5 separate regions of the Mus musculus genome follow, and all the other regions are linked to region 4. Evidence: chromatin contacts called from public HiChIP or PLAC-seq and promoter capture Hi-C data. All regions are on one chromosome and are shown on one strand. The core of a region is the stretch at or near the end of the contact, and the rest is flanking DNA. Distances in the headings are between cores, read along the strand shown. Region 1 holds the start of Flt3 (FMS-like tyrosine kinase 3). Region 2 holds the start of Urad (ureidoimidazoline (2-oxo-4-hydroxy-4-carboxy-5) decarboxylase). Region 3 overlaps Lnx2 (ligand of numb-protein X 2). Region 4 holds the start of Gsx1 (GS homeobox 1). Region 5 holds the start of Mtif3 (mitochondrial translational initiation factor 3).

Region 1 (2,700 bases), core at 128-2,627, 210 kb after region 4:
AATCTCATACACAGCCAAAGCTAACCATTTTGCATTAATAGAGCCTGAAAAGAAAAGCACGCCACGCCATGCGTTTGAGATGTCCCTGTGCATCAACTCGCTTAAGAAAGGTACAGCGTTCTCCCCATCCTTTTCCTTTATAGCCTACATTTTTTAATTTTATCATCTTTTTTTTTAAAGTAATTGGAAACCGTTTCTGCTCATTTAATGTTGCAAAATGTTTTCTCTATTTGTCACGGAAGGTTCAAGCCAGAATCCTAAATGTTGGAAATGAAGGGGAAATAGGCCACTGGGCAGACTGAGGCCAAGCCAGGAGTGCCTCAGAAGGCTGCAAAACTAGGGCAGGGCCTGATCTCCCCCCACCCCCACCCCCGACTTCTAGAACTGTCTCCAACTCCAACTCAATCCAACCCCCTTGTCTTCCCAAACAGAAAGCTGACGCGAGACCGATTAGAACTGGGCAGAATGGGGACTTTCCCCCCTATAGTTAGTTACTATTTTCAATCACAGCTATGCTTCTACCCGAACAGGCAACTTGGGAGAGTAGTCCTAGGAGTCCTTGAAAGTGTCACTAGGGTTTAATCCTAAAATAAGAAAAGTATGGAGAGGGGAAGGGTAGCTAGTTTTTAAATTTATAAATCTGTTTTGCATAGTATTTCCAAAGTAACTAGCCACTGAGTGAAGCGAAAATTGGTACAGGTGGGGGTCGTTAGCAGGGATGACCGCTCTAGCAGAGGATGCTCGCAGTTTTCCCATTAGTTTGCTCTGTCAGCCTACATCTCAAAGAGGTGAGAACGCACCGGCTCGAGAATCTATAGTACCCAGAGGTCGGGTCAGGGAGTCTCGGGCCACCTGCGCTGCTGAAGAAGACTCTCAGAGGCTGACGGAGCATCCAAGCCCAAGCCCAGGCGCGGTGGCCTGGGGACTGAGCTGCAGAGGAGCGCTGCGGAGGAGGGTGAGGGCAGGGGTGGGCAAACCAAAGCCAAGTTCACCGCTTGAAAGGGGGGACGTGAAAGAGGGGAGTGATGCGGCGGCGAGGGGAGCGCGCGGTGGGTATGAGGGAGTGATGCGCGCTCGGCCGGGGTGCAGAGGGGGTGAGGGGCCTTACCAAGCAGCAGCAGCCGCCGGTCGCTGCGCTGCGCCAACGCCCGCATGGCCTCCGGAGCGCGCGGTAGCCAGGCCGCCGGCCCAGCCTGTGATGCGGTCCCAGCGGCGCGCCCCGGGCTGCAGGTGGCTCGCTGAAGGATGCGCGTCACTGACCACAGATTCCCTCGGACTGGTGCAGAGCAGAGGGGGAGGAACCTCTCTCCAGAGGCCGCGGCCGCTCGCTGCTAGGCGGGCTGAACTGGCGCAGTGCTGCAGCCGATCCCACGTGCCCGCCGTGGTCCCCAGCCTGCGCTCCTGGCACCGGGACTGCGGCAGGGGAGACTGGGTGCGGTTCGGCTGGGGAAGTTGCCTGGACTCCGTGGTTGAGTCCCCGGACCTCTGCTTTAAACTCCTAAGGGTGAGAAGAGTGGTGACACACAGACCTCCTTCTTCATGCGCGGGGATCTTTGATGTCCCGTGATGGGCACTGAATCGGTGCCATACACTGGTAACCCCGTGAGTTTTATTCCACATCTGGTAGATCTGCATTGTGGACTGATTTTCTTTGTCTCCCTGTCCTTTCTTATAGGATGTCCAAGATTCCCATCCACCTCCGACCCAGAAAAGCAGACGCGGTTTCAAGGTCAATAAATTAGAGAGGTTAAACAGACACCCAAACAAATTAGACCGTGCACCTCAAAGGATGTTTGGAGTTGTCACCTCCTAGTTCTGGCTTTTAGTCTCATAGTGTCTCTAGGTAACAATTATTTCCCGTGCATCAAGCTGAATATTGAAAGCACAGGATAGCAGCCCTGGCTTCCCCATGAAGGAACCCTCCTGAGCCATTTGTCCTCTGTGTCCTAGTTCTCTCCCCATAATGACGTCAGTAATATCGCTCCATCACAGCAGTCCTCCGCTCCTCATTCTTTTCATCGTTTTTCTCTTCAGGCATGACCCCTGAGAGCATACAAGCACACTAACAACACTGTTTCTCCTCCACTCAGTCCACAGCACTATCAGCCTTCCCGCTAGGGGAAACTTCAAAGTGACGTCCTCCGGGCAGCCACTGTGGAAAATGACATGGGCTTGGTGCTTTAGGCATTTTAAGGTCAGGTGCCCGACGCATGGATTCCACTTCTGGAATTGCAACAGGAGCATGAAGAAACATTCCAACATTCCTGCACACCACAGTGAGACTGTCCACTGATCAGCGGCCAGACGGAGAAATATACATATGTAAAGCAGCACATTTCATCTTTAATAGGGAGGGCAATTCCCACACAGCTACCTCTCCAGCCTATTCATGGATCTTTTTTTTTTTTTAATCATCTGATAGCTTTGTGGGGCTAGAGATGTAGCTCACCGGTAGATTGCTAGCTTAGCTCTTGCAAGGCCCGGGGTTATATCATCAGCAAGAAAAAAAGTAAAAGAAAAAGAAGAAGAAAAAGAAAAAGGGAAAGAAAAAGAAACACAGACCCAAAACCTTCCAGGTGTGGAGAGTTCACTCTCCGAGACATGTGGTGCTCAGGCTGCTGAGATGTGTATCTGTGGTTATCGGTTATTCATCTGGAACCAGAAGACAAAGCTTAGGTCCAGCCCATCCCAGGACAGTTC
Region 2 (2,700 bases), core at 150-2,649, 130 kb after region 4:
AGACACACACACACACACACACACACACACACACACACTTAAATTTCACATATTTGAGTGTTTTGTTTGCATGTATGTCTGCACATCACATGTGTCCTTGGTGTTTACGGAGGCCAGAGCAGGACACCAGATCCTGGAGTTAGACGCCTTTGCGAGCATCTTTGGGGGGTGGGGAATGTGTGCTTAAAATTGATCTCCAGTCCACTGGAAGAGCAGCCAGTGCTCCTAACTGCTGAGCCATCTCTCCAGTCCTCAGCTTGATTTTATAACCTGGACCTGTGCTCTTCCTCTGTAAGTTCTCATAGGCAGCCATACAGAGGAGTCTGAGAATCCACAGAGTGTCACAGCCATACTGAACGCAGCTGCGAGTGCCTGCTCTGTCCTGAGACCACCCTCCTGACCGAAGACTAAGAACAGTCTCAAGGGCAGGTGACTCCTACCCTCTGACTTTGTTCCCCAAGGGCATGTCGGGTTTATTCTCAGAACCCATAGTAGCCTATGAACAGGGACTATGTACCTTTGGACCTTCGGCCGCTGTGCCATCCTGAATAAACCTCTACCCCCTCTTCTCCCCACCCTGTGGCCCACTCTCCCCAGAAAACATTGCTTTGCTCCCATTTTACTTCTCTCTGCAAAGAGTCTTGGGATCTAAATGAATGCATCCTTGTCTGGTCCAAACCGGCCCTTTTTTTTTGAAAATCGCTCAGCGCTTCCCGTTCCTCTCTGGGGTCCCTGGGAGGTCCTCGCTATCCTCTCTTTCATCCAGGGCATTGCCAAAGTGGGCCTTCAGCTTCTGAGTCACCAAGGCCTTTGCCCTGTTCCCATTCTTGACCTCCAATAGCCCTGGCCGTCCTGGAACTCGCTCTAGATCAGGCTGGTCTCGACCTCAGAGATTGTCCTCCCTCTGCCTCCGCTGTCCTCGGCCATCCATGCTACCTTGCCCATCCCGCCCCCATGTTCTTGTGTCCACCTTCAAGAGACTAGCGTTTGAAAGGATGTCTACTGATCCTTCTAATAATCCCGGCTAAATAACTGAGTAAGGAGGCTAAAGTAATCTAAAATATTTTTATATACAATATTGAAAATGACTTCGCGCACACGGTCCTGAAGTCTTACCTGATCTCGGGAGAGCATCAATAAAGGCAAAAAAGTGATTTTCTAAGTCTTCCAAGCCAGAGAATGGACGCTGGGACCAGACAGCAGCGGCAATCAGAGGGCATTTCTCAACAATGTTCCCAAACACATCCACAAATTCTCCGAAGTCCATGGAATTGACCTTCACCATGTCCATGGCTGATCCTGGACTGGAGGCAGTGTTCTGCCCTGCCTGTGGTCCGCTCTCATCGAGCGAGTGAGCTAATTCCTCCTCATGGGTTGTGTTTGCTGAACACACATGCTGGCCCTGTGCAAGGGCAGCTGACCCTGGTTTAAATATCTCTGGGAGGAGCTTATCCAGAACGGTCCTGCGATGAGAAACACAGGTTTAACTGTTTTGTTGGTGGTAGGGGTAATATGTGTGCTGGAGACAGAACCCAGGGTCTCACGCATGCTCGAGGAGCACCCGAATACTGAGCTATCCGCCACCTCCGCTTAAGGCTATGATCAGGAGAGCAGAGACTTCTGCAGAAAGAATGATTCCACCCGAGGCATTGCCATAACAAGAGGTGGCGGCGGTGGCCGTATGTAATGAGACAGACACTTGGTGCCATTACCATCTTGTCTGTGTGCACGTATGCTTTTACCTGCATGTAATCTGTGTACCACATGCAGACCAAACAGGTGGCCCTGTGACCTGCCTGGATTACCAGGACAGTGTCCTCAGGGACAACCCTGGTTCTGTCCCCAGCACCCACACGGTAACTCACAAGCACCTCATCTGTCCTTGCTGTTGCTCTAGAGCACAGGCACTGCGTTTTAATCTTTCTTTGAACTCTAAATGCTTAACACCACATAGACTTAATTAGTGTAAACAGAACAGGGTAAGGTGCCTCTGGTGGAGTGTGCTATCTTCTCTCGTTTAAAAAAATATTTTTTTAATTAGGTGTATTTTGTATGTGTACAAGCGTGTGTGTGTGTGTGTGTGTGTGTGTGTGTGTTTGTGCCCAAGAAGAGAGGGTTGAATCTGCCTTCCAGGTTCTCACCTTGAGTTCTTGGCTTGGATTCTTTCAACAACAGCCTATAAACTATAAACTGAAACAAACCTTTGCCTTCCCTAGATTGTTTTTGGTAAGTGTTTTATCACAGCAGCAGTTTATCTAAGGCTGTTACTGGTGGTGTTCTTCACGGGGTAGGGGTGGGGTGGGGGATGGAGGGGGGAGCGGGGAGGGGAAACAGCCTAGAAAAGATTAGAAAGACCACAGACCACAGCAAGGGGGTGGGGTAGGGGCATGCGCCACAAAGAGAGGCGCCCCTGCCCTAGTGTGTGGGAAGGAGAGGGGCTCTGATCTCAGGAGAACTCAGTGTGGGACTAGGAACAAGCACGAAAAGCGCTCATTATCGCGAGTCCAGAAACGATTGCACCCTGGACAAATTCTCCCCAAAGACGCCTTGTTTTCCTTTCGCCCAATATTTGCCCTTCTAGGTACCAAGGGGCAGTAACAAGTCAAACCTGGTGTTTGACACTCTGTTTCGGAAACTGTGGTGCTCGGGCGCCCCCTGCTGGTACAATCACTATAAAGCACTGCTTGAAGGGGTGGCCTT
Region 3 (2,894 bases), core at 362-2,861, 150 kb before region 4:
GGATAAGGTCAGGAGAGTAGACAGAGGGTATGAGAGGGTAGCCATCTTATGGGAGGGGAGGGAGGAAGGACACGTGATGGAATACGTGTGATATGAAAGTACGATTATTTGGCAGGAAGCCAGGGATGGAGAGTCCTGGAGGAACAGAAATAAGAACAAGATATAATAACATGTCAGTATACTTTGTTCTGTTTATGTGCAGACATGTATGAAAATGCCATGACAAACCTCTTGCTCTCTATGCTCACTTGAAAATACTTTTCTAAAAGCCAGGTATGGTGGTCCACACCTTTAATCCCAGCACACAAGAGGCAGAGGCAGGGAGAACTGTCAACTCAAGGCCAGCTCAGTCTATAGAATGAGACCCTAATCTCGAAGAAAAAAAAATTTTTTTTAAAGATTTAATTTCCAGAACATATTATTACACGTAAGCATCCATGTTAAATGGGTAACAGCTCATTTCAGTGGCAGTACATACCTTTTACCCCAATACTCAGGGGGCAGAGGCCAGCCTGATCTACATGAACAGAGTTCGCTGAACTAACAGCCCTACAAGGTATACAACGCCTATCCTAGTGCTATTGAATACATTAAAAAAAAAAAAAGAATTTAAAAATGGAAAAATCTAAGCTTGCTACAAAGGAAGAAGCAATCATGCTCACATTCCCGATGGGACAGGCAGATCCTTAACAACAGGAAACCACCCATAGGACAGGAAAAGACTAAAATGGCATCACGGGAAAACATTGGGATAACGGCTTCAGGGGAGGAAGTCTATAGATAGAACTTTCGGGAACACCCGCACTTCGACAGGACGGCAGGGCCATCGTGAGCGGAAGACAGCAAACTATTCAAGGCAGAGCAGAGGGCCCACACAGAGCAACAGCCAAGAGAGCCAACTGCTACAAGGGACAAACAGTGAGACCCAGGGCTGCAGGTGTGGCCTGAGGCAGGGTTTCCCTAGTAGGGCTGAGGTCCTAGTTTCAATCCCAGGGACACAACCGTGCAAGACACAAGGACCAAAAAGTGTCAGTCTGAGGTGAGTGAAAGCTGGTGTGCACACCTATGCTCCAAGCACTCAGAGGACAGGGTTAAGGCAGGGGGATTCCACAGAGAGATGGCCAGAGCACTAGCATTTCTTGTCCTAGTTGGCTCTCTACTGCTGTGATAAAACATTACAACCAAAAGCAGCCTGCGGAGGAGAGGTCTTATCCCATTTTACAGTTTACAGTCCATTAGAGTCAGGACAAGTACCTGAGGCAGGAAACTAGACGCAGAAAGTGAAGCAGAGGCCGTGGAAGACTTCCCCTTCATGGCTTGCTCAGCCTGACTTTTATACAATCCAGGACCCACCCAGGGGTGCCAATGCCCACATCAATCGCTGATCAATCGCTGCCCCTCCAGGGCCACCTGATGGAGGTGGCTCCTCAGTTGAGGCTCCCTCTTGCCATAGAACCTTAGCTTGTGTCAAGCTGATAAAAAGTCCACCAGCATAATAGCAAGCATCCTACAAAAGACCAAATACTGGAAATGACAGAGTCTAAGTGGAAGACTAAGTCAGGGCAGCTTGACCCAAGCCTGGGCGTGTGAGAGCAGGGAGGGAAGGGGAGGGGAGGCTGCTAATGGGTTTCAGGCTCCTTTCCAGTTGTTGGAATGTTCTAGAATCTAGATGATACACAGCACTGGGAACACATAGAGAAGAGGCACAGACACATACACTTTAAAGAGGTGAATTTCACACGTGAAATGCAAAGCGAAGCTGTTAAAAGGCCAAGGATGGAGTAGTTCTTGGTGGGCTCGAACAGAGGAAAATCCAGGACCACAGCCTACTCAGAGCTATGCCCCTTGCTTGGTACACACAGAACTGAAGCCCCAGGAGGCTGCGCTCTGCTAGTCCCCATGTGACAACCACAATGTGCACAAAGCTCCTGCATCCTCAGAACTGTTCTATTAATATACACGGGACACCTGAAACCGAGCTAAGCCAACATCACAAAGCAATTGAATTGTAGGGGTACAGCCCAAACACACTCTGATCAAATTTCAAAGGCTTTTAGCATTTTCCTCAACAGCAATACTAAGTTTATTTGTGTGGAATTCTTTTTAAGTCCTAAAAAAAACAAATTGGATTTGTTCTACTAACAAGTACTTCAAAACACCACTATGGGATATCAGGGGTAACCAGACCTAAGCGACCAAAAGGCTGAGGTGGGTGTGGTGGCATGTGCCCACAATCCCAGCATTTAAGAGCTACAGACAGGAGGATCAGTTCAAAGCTAACCTAAGCTGTACAGAGCTCAAGGCCAGCATGGTTATGGGAGACCTTCTTAACACCCCCCCCACACACACACAAACACATACACACAATCATGCAACAACAAAACCAAAGGGGTGGGGGGCGTGGTGACACCTTTAAGAAGCAGCAAGTGAATCGCTGAGTCTGGGAGCAGCCTGGCCCACAAAGGGAATTCCAGGCCAGTCAGGGCCATCCATGCTCTTTGGAGAGCCTGTCTCTAAACAAACAAGCCAAGCCAACACTGAGAGGAGATAGCTCCACCAAATGCTTGCTTGCCTTACAAGCCGGAAGATCTGAGTTAAATCCCGGAACTCATATTAAAACAAAGCGGGTGTGGTGGCACATGTTTCTAACCCCAGAGCTGGGGTTACTGAGCCGGGCAGCAAGGCAGCCCCCCACCCCCCGAAGCCTGCTGACCAGTGAGAACCCCTGCCTCAGAGACAAGCAAAGGAAATAAGGAGCAGGCAGACAGTGTCTCAGCAACACCACACCACACCACACCAGGCTGTCCTTGGGCTTGACATGCACGTGTGCACACAGACCAAAACAAAAGGACCCCAAACCTCCAAGAACCAGGTGTGGGACAGGGTCATCCCAA
Region 4 (2,700 bases), core at 158-2,657:
TGCAAACCCATACAGAGGCCTCGGGTTTGGGCGGCCTTGCACTGATTCATCCACCCCCTCCGTAAAGCTCCCCTTTCTTGGTCTCACGATTCCGTTCACGGTTCAGAGCAGGTGACTGTGGCGATTTGTAAAATCGAAAGTAGTAAATTCGAAATCTTTTATGCTAATTTCTCATTGTATGTTAAACGCACAGGGACAGAGACAGCTCTGAATCCCGGGATGATTTTTTTAAAAAACTGAAGCTGTGTACACAGAGCGTGGCATTTGAAGTTGTTTAACCATTGTGTTACCAGAAAGAAAGAAAAAAAAGAGTGCGGCGACGGTAGGAGGAAGCAAAGGGCAACAGAAACTGGGAAAGACAGAAGAGTGCTCTTCCTTTCTCTCCAGCCGTGGGAAGCAACGCTTTCGAGTGCACCGGCGTGTCTAGTGGAGTGTGTGCGAGTGGAGAGTGCGCGCGCAACGTCTGTGAGAGTCTACACCATCCACACTCACCACGTTTGGTGGGGTGGGAAAGCTTCATACCCACGAATTCGGCTCTCACTCCCCTTGCTATGTATCTGTCCGTATTTTCAAAGACTACCCACCCGCGTACTTGTTTTGTTGCTATTTCTTTACATACACGGCCCTGTTGTTGAAGGGAAGAGCTGGTTGGCCAAGGGTCCACCGAACAAAGATGAGGAGTCACAGGCAACACCAAAATTGGGAGCCTTTGATTTTCTGAGAAAACACGGACAGAGATGAGGTTAGTCTCCAATGAGGACTAGGGAGCCTTTCTCTCATCCTCTGAGGCGCACTCAGAAACCTTGTTTTTCTGTCTCCAAATAGTGCGAGAGAAGAGACTCCACAGGTGGGAATGGTGGCCGCCCATTAGGATGCTTCATAGGATGCAGAGCTGAGCTTCGAGAACTAAGCGAAAGCGATACACTTGGTGGAACTGGGGTGGGGGGAACGAGCAAGGAAGAAGTAACAGAAAGAAAGGGACCAGGATCAAGTGGGCAGAGGAGATGGGTGTGCGCCCACGGGGATCTGTGCAAGCGAGGCAGCACGGGTGCGGAAATCAATAAGATAAATGGACCGATCGCCAGCGCAAAGCCAAAGGAAAGTAAGAAATAAAGAGAAAGAAAAGAATATTAAATCGCGGGAGAATGAGAAAATAAACCCGAAAAGGGAAGAGGAGGGGGGCGAGTGCGCCTGTTACGGCGTGGGTGGGGTTGACAAGAATAGAGTACATTATGCAGTTCATTTAGTTAACAAGTGAAATAATGAGGAAGCGTGCAGAGTGAATGCCAAGAGAAAGGGCACAAAAACCCTATTGAGAGGCCCCGGCCGCTCCTGGCGTAGCCCATCACATGGCAATAGTCCTATTTAAGCGGCGCCGCCGGCGTCTTTCAGCACCACTAGCGCTGGCCAGCACCTCGCCCGCTCCGGGAGGTGCCCGCAGCAGCAGCCAAGGTGATTCCAGCCCGGGCTTGAGCCGCGCGTGGAGCCTCCGGGGCCCGGGAAGCTGCGGGTGGCCGCGGCCAGGGGAAGCTACGACAGGATCTGCAGTTCCCTCGGGCTCCAGGGGCGGGCTGGCGGCAGGTGGACCGCGCGCCGGAGCCATGCCGCGCTCCTTCCTGGTGGATTCCCTTGTGCTGCGGGAAGCCAGCGACAAGAAGGCTCCGGAGGGCAGCCCGCCACCGCTCTTCCCCTACGCGGTCCCGCCGCCGCACGCGCTCCACGGCCTCTCGCCGGGCGCCTGCCACGCGCGCAAGGCCGGCTTGCTGTGCGTGTGTCCCCTCTGTGTCACCGCTTCGCAGCTGCACGGGCCCCCCGGGCCGCCGGCACTGCCGCTACTCAAGGCGTCCTTCCCTCCCTTCGGATCGCAGTACTGCCACGCACCCCTGGGCCGCCAGCACTCCGTGTCCCCTGGAGTCGCCCACGGCCCGGCTGCGGCCGCAGCAGCTGCTGCACTCTACCAGACCTCCTACCCGCTGCCGGATCCCAGACAGTTTCACTGCATCTCTGTGGGTAAGCGGGGTCCCCGCGCGAAATTGGGGGGCGGTGGTCCCGGGGTGGGGGGAAGTGAGTGAGCTAGGGATGGGGAAACGGCGCGCTATGGGGGACGGTGAGGATACTCGAGGGGCGCTCACAGTGCTAGACTGGGACCGGACGTAGGAACCGGGGAGAAGCCAGAAAGATCCTGGGGCGAAGGGGAAGGGGTTAAGGCCAGCTTTGAGATGTTCCTTAAAGGGGTGTTAGGGACAACCGATTCCGAGGAGAATTGGAGTCTGTGACTTGGCAAGGAGGCACCCGCCTGTGGAGTGATGAATGGAAGGATGGAAGGGATGTGTGCCTGATTCCAAGGTTGAGGCTAGCCTCAGTTCAGCGGGAAATTAGGCCCAAGGCTCAGAGGTTTGATGATCTCTCTCTCTCTCTCTCTCTCTCTCTCTCTCTCTCTCTCTCTCTCTCTCTTTCCCTCCCTCCCCCCCCCCCCCATCGCCCTCCAGACAGCAGCTCGAACCAGCTGCCCAGCAGCAAGAGGATGCGGACGGCGTTCACCAGCACACAGCTCCTGGAGCTGGAGCGAGAGTTCGCCTCCAACATGTACCTCTCCCGCCTGCGGCGCATCGAGATCGCGACCTATCTGAACCTGTCCGAGAAGCAGGTGAAGATCTGGTTTCAGAACCGCCGGGTGAAGCACAAGAAAGAAGGCAAAGG
Region 5 (2,795 bases), core at 136-2,635, 220 kb before region 4:
GTATCTCTAAGCTGTAATGTATTACAATGTTTTATTTTTAAAATTGCTACTTGAGTTCCAAACTTGAGTTTCCTAATACAATATCAACAACAACAGTAATAATAAATAATAAATTATGGCTTGTGATTAGTACGGGAGTTCCAATAATTTCTAAAGTGAGCCTAAACACACTAACACTATTCATCAGTGCAGCCTTCACAACACTAAAAATTATGAAACTGTATCAGTTAACTCGGAAACGTGTTGACTATGCTCACAGCCTACACTATCTAATACTAAGCAAAGATTCAGGGCCAGCCAGATGGCTCAGTGGGTAAGGGTGCTTGTGTGTCTGTCTGCCTGTCTGTCTGATGTGTCTGGGCACCCATGCCATGGTGCCAGTGTGGAGGTCAAAGGACAACCTTGTGGACTGAGTTTTCTCCTTCCACCTTTAGGTTCCAGACACTGAACTCTGCCTTGCCTACTGAGCAGCTCTTCAACCTAATGATACTGATTTCTTTTTTCTTTCCTTCTCTCTGAGACAGGATCTCACTATGGAGACCAGGCTGGCCTCCAATTCACAGATCAGCCTGCCTCTGCCTCTGCCTCCGAGGGATAAGGCTTTATTCCTGACGGGATATGGCCTGACGGGAGCTTATTTCTACCACTTATTTCTTTACTTTTTTTCTGAATCGTTACACTTCATAATCACAAGCTCACATTGACATATTGAGGGCTTATATTCACTCCCGAAGGAAAGGATGGGTTCTAGTAGAATCCATATTTTGCGAAAATGACGTTGGCTTCATCCTATGACTGAATTCTCTCACCTTCAATTCCGGAAGGAATTTCAAAAGTCCTGACACGGCGAGCGGTGCACGCCTTTAATCCCAGCACTTCGGAGGTAGAGGCAGGAGGATTTCTATAGGTTTGAGGTCAGACTGGTCTACCGAGTGCGTTTCAGGACAGCCAGAGATAAATAGTGAGACCCTGTTGCAAAAACATCAAAAATTAAAGGAAAAAAAAATCCCAAAACGCTCACAAGGGGTCCGCAGCAGACACGCCCACCAGGACGCCATGCCACCAGGATGCCAGTTGTCCTACGCCCCCACCTTGCCCCCCAAATCCGTGGAAGGAGCGTGCGCGCGCACACAAACAGCGAAACTGGCTAGGCTGGCGAGCAAGTGATTATTGGCAGCTCGGCAACTGGTCTCGACTCCGAAGGCTGGTGCTGCCGCCACCCCACGTCCACGGAGGGCTCTCTGCACAGAATGTTCCCAGGACATGCATTCCCACCTCAGCCCCGTCGCCAAGCCCTCACCTCAGCGTTACCTGGGCCGGGGTAGGCGAGCAGGAAGAACTAGCAGGTCCGTACCTGGACTCCGCCGGAGCACCGCGTCGGCTTCCGTAGCAGGCGGAACTTCCTGAGTCCCTTAAAGGGAGGGTGCAGCTGCGGCCTGCGGATTCCACTAATGGAATAAAGCCCTCCGACAAAAAAAAAAAAAAAAAAAAAAAAAAAAAAAAGAATCGTGCAGCAGGCCTGAGTGAAACTGAGAGATTTGCTACTAACCTGCTGCTCCAAAGGCCAAGTGAACGCTAAAATATAGAGTCCCTGGAACAGTCACTGCATCGCTTCCGCCAGTTACATTAATAATGTTGAATAATGCCTTCTACAGTGCTAGACAACTGCAGGGCGGTGTTAAACTATTGCCACCTGCGGATCTGGTTTAGTGGAAGCTCTAGCTGGGTAGCAGGGTGCAACCCTCGCTCTCAAGATTGCTCTCTTCTGAGAAAAAGAGATGGATTCAGGTTCGATTACTGTCAGAACTGGGAGAAATCATAACAGACCACCCACATGTGGGATGATTGACCGCATTGGCCAGAGTCAGGCAAGAGGATGGTCAGAAACTTCGAGCCCCTGGGTGTTGCACTTTCAGGCTATTGGGGCCCTGCACCCTTGTTACCAAGCTGTTGACTGTCCCCTACTTTGGCGTTAAGTCCCTGCTTTTCCCCATTCTTCAACAGGGAACTCCTTAGAGAAGCCGCTGAATGTCCCTCATTTACAGACTACGTGTCTATAACATATAATTTATACATCTTGTCTTGTTTAATCCTCACCAAATAACTCAATCAGGGTAATATCTGATTGCAACTATTACTGGTACATCAAAATACCATCCTTTTATTGCAGGTGAGGAACCTGGGTCATCCTTAAATAGCTTTAGAGCCGCATCCAAGTCTCCCTTTCTTCATCAGATCACAGCCTCTGGCCCATGAGCCTTGTATCTGTGACAGGCAAAAGCTGAAGCAATTCTTTATGATCCAAAGGCCAGGGCTGGGCTCTGCATGTCAGCCATTCCTAAGTGAAATGAAGAATTACAGATACTTTTTATTCTGCCAGCATTAGTCCTCCATGGGACGATAGAAGCATAGTTGTGCAAATAAAGTGTGGAGACCACCTCTTGGATAGACAGGTCCATAACAGTTGTAAGTGCTCACATTTGTGATAAAGTTTCCATAAGCACCACAGTTCTAAACACTTAGCCTGTATTGAGTTAGTTTAATCCTCAAGACACCCTCATGATACACTGCCATCACTACCCATTTTTAAAAAGATTTATTTATTCATTATATATAAGTACACTTCAGACACCCCAAAAGAGGGCATCAGATCTCATTACGGATGGTTGTGAACCATCATGTGGTTGCTGGGATTTGAACTCAGGACCTTCGGAAGAACAGTGCTCTTAACCGCTGAGCCATCATCTCTCCAGCCCCATCATTGCCCATTTTATAGATGAGGAGACTGAACATGG

The links. Promoter capture Hi-C pulls out the DNA fragments that hold promoters and counts their contacts. HiChIP or PLAC-seq counts read pairs in DNA pulled down with a chosen protein or histone mark.
Region 1: a contact with region 4 is called in a promoter capture Hi-C map of embryonic stem cells. The contact joins the promoter of Flt3 here to the promoter of Gsx1 in region 4. A contact is called at or near these places in 2 of 39 promoter capture datasets (embryonic stem cells and hippocampal neurons), 1 of 484 Hi-C or Micro-C datasets (embryonic stem cells) and 1 of 9 other capture datasets (pancreatic islet).
Region 2: a promoter capture Hi-C map of embryonic stem cells shows a contact between it and region 4, with 10 times the contacts expected there. The contact joins the promoter of Urad here to the promoter of Gsx1 in region 4. A contact is called at or near these places in 20 of 39 promoter capture datasets (the 3T3-L1 cell line, 3T3-L1-derived adipocytes, the HPC-7 cell line and 11 more), 1 of 15 datasets of contacts at CTCF or cohesin (stem cell-derived epiblast-like cells), 27 of 484 Hi-C or Micro-C datasets (LSK cells, cerebral cortex, cranial neural crest and 10 more), 7 of 115 datasets of contacts at active chromatin or transcription factors (embryonic hindbrain, embryonic stem cells, microglia and 2 more) and 2 of 9 other capture datasets (embryonic stem cells and pancreatic islet).
Region 3: a contact with region 4 is called in an H3K27ac HiChIP or PLAC-seq map of cardiomyocytes, with 4 times the contacts expected there. The contact joins the enhancer-like site here to the promoter of Gsx1 in region 4. A contact is called at or near these places in 5 of 115 datasets of contacts at active chromatin or transcription factors (astrocytes, cardiomyocytes, embryonic forebrain and 2 more).
Region 5: a promoter capture Hi-C map of second pharyngeal arch cranial neural crest shows a contact between it and region 4, with 7 times the contacts expected there. The contact joins the promoter of Mtif3 here to the promoter of Gsx1 in region 4. A contact is called at or near these places in 17 of 39 promoter capture datasets (the 3T3-L1 cell line, 3T3-L1-derived adipocytes, the HPC-7 cell line and 11 more), 13 of 115 datasets of contacts at active chromatin or transcription factors (craniofacial prominence, embryonic basal ganglia, embryonic forebrain and 10 more) and 5 of 9 other capture datasets (adipose tissue, embryonic stem cells, liver and 2 more).

Annotation. Positions count from the first base shown.
Region 1 is chr5:147,399,112-147,401,811 of GRCm38.p6, forward strand. It overlaps Flt3 (FMS-like tyrosine kinase 3), which reads right to left and starts at 1,378. Exons shown (of 24, transcript NM_010229.2): 1 at 1,109-1,378. The coding sequence starts at 1,154. It overlaps Gm26597 (predicted gene, 26597), which reads left to right and starts at 443. Exons shown (of 2, transcript NR_165432.1): 1 at 443-788; 2 at 1,676-2,700.
Region 2 is chr5:147,321,041-147,323,740 of GRCm38.p6, forward strand. Urad (ureidoimidazoline (2-oxo-4-hydroxy-4-carboxy-5) decarboxylase) reads right to left here and starts at 1,400. Exons shown (of 2, transcript NM_001039678.2): 1 at 1,117-1,400. The coding sequence starts at 1,291.
Region 3 is chr5:147,035,405-147,038,298 of GRCm38.p6, forward strand. All of the region lies in intron 2 of Lnx2 (ligand of numb-protein X 2), which reads right to left. Among named protein-coding and RNA genes, the nearest start is that of Lnx2, 40 kb to the right of the region's middle. Within about 2 kb of position 1,612, at least 26 of the 459 cell types and tissues checked have an H3K27ac peak or open chromatin away from gene starts, as enhancers often do. A contact at or near this core is called in cardiomyocytes, where this site is marked.
Region 4 is chr5:147,187,289-147,189,988 of GRCm38.p6, forward strand. Gsx1 (GS homeobox 1) reads left to right here and starts at 1,408. Exons shown (of 2, transcript NM_008178.2): 1 at 1,408-2,010; 2 at 2,490-2,700. The coding sequence starts at 1,602.
Region 5 is chr5:146,962,412-146,965,206 of GRCm38.p6, forward strand. Mtif3 (mitochondrial translational initiation factor 3) reads right to left here and starts at 1,386. Exons shown (of 4, transcript NM_001256102.1): 1 at 1,312-1,386.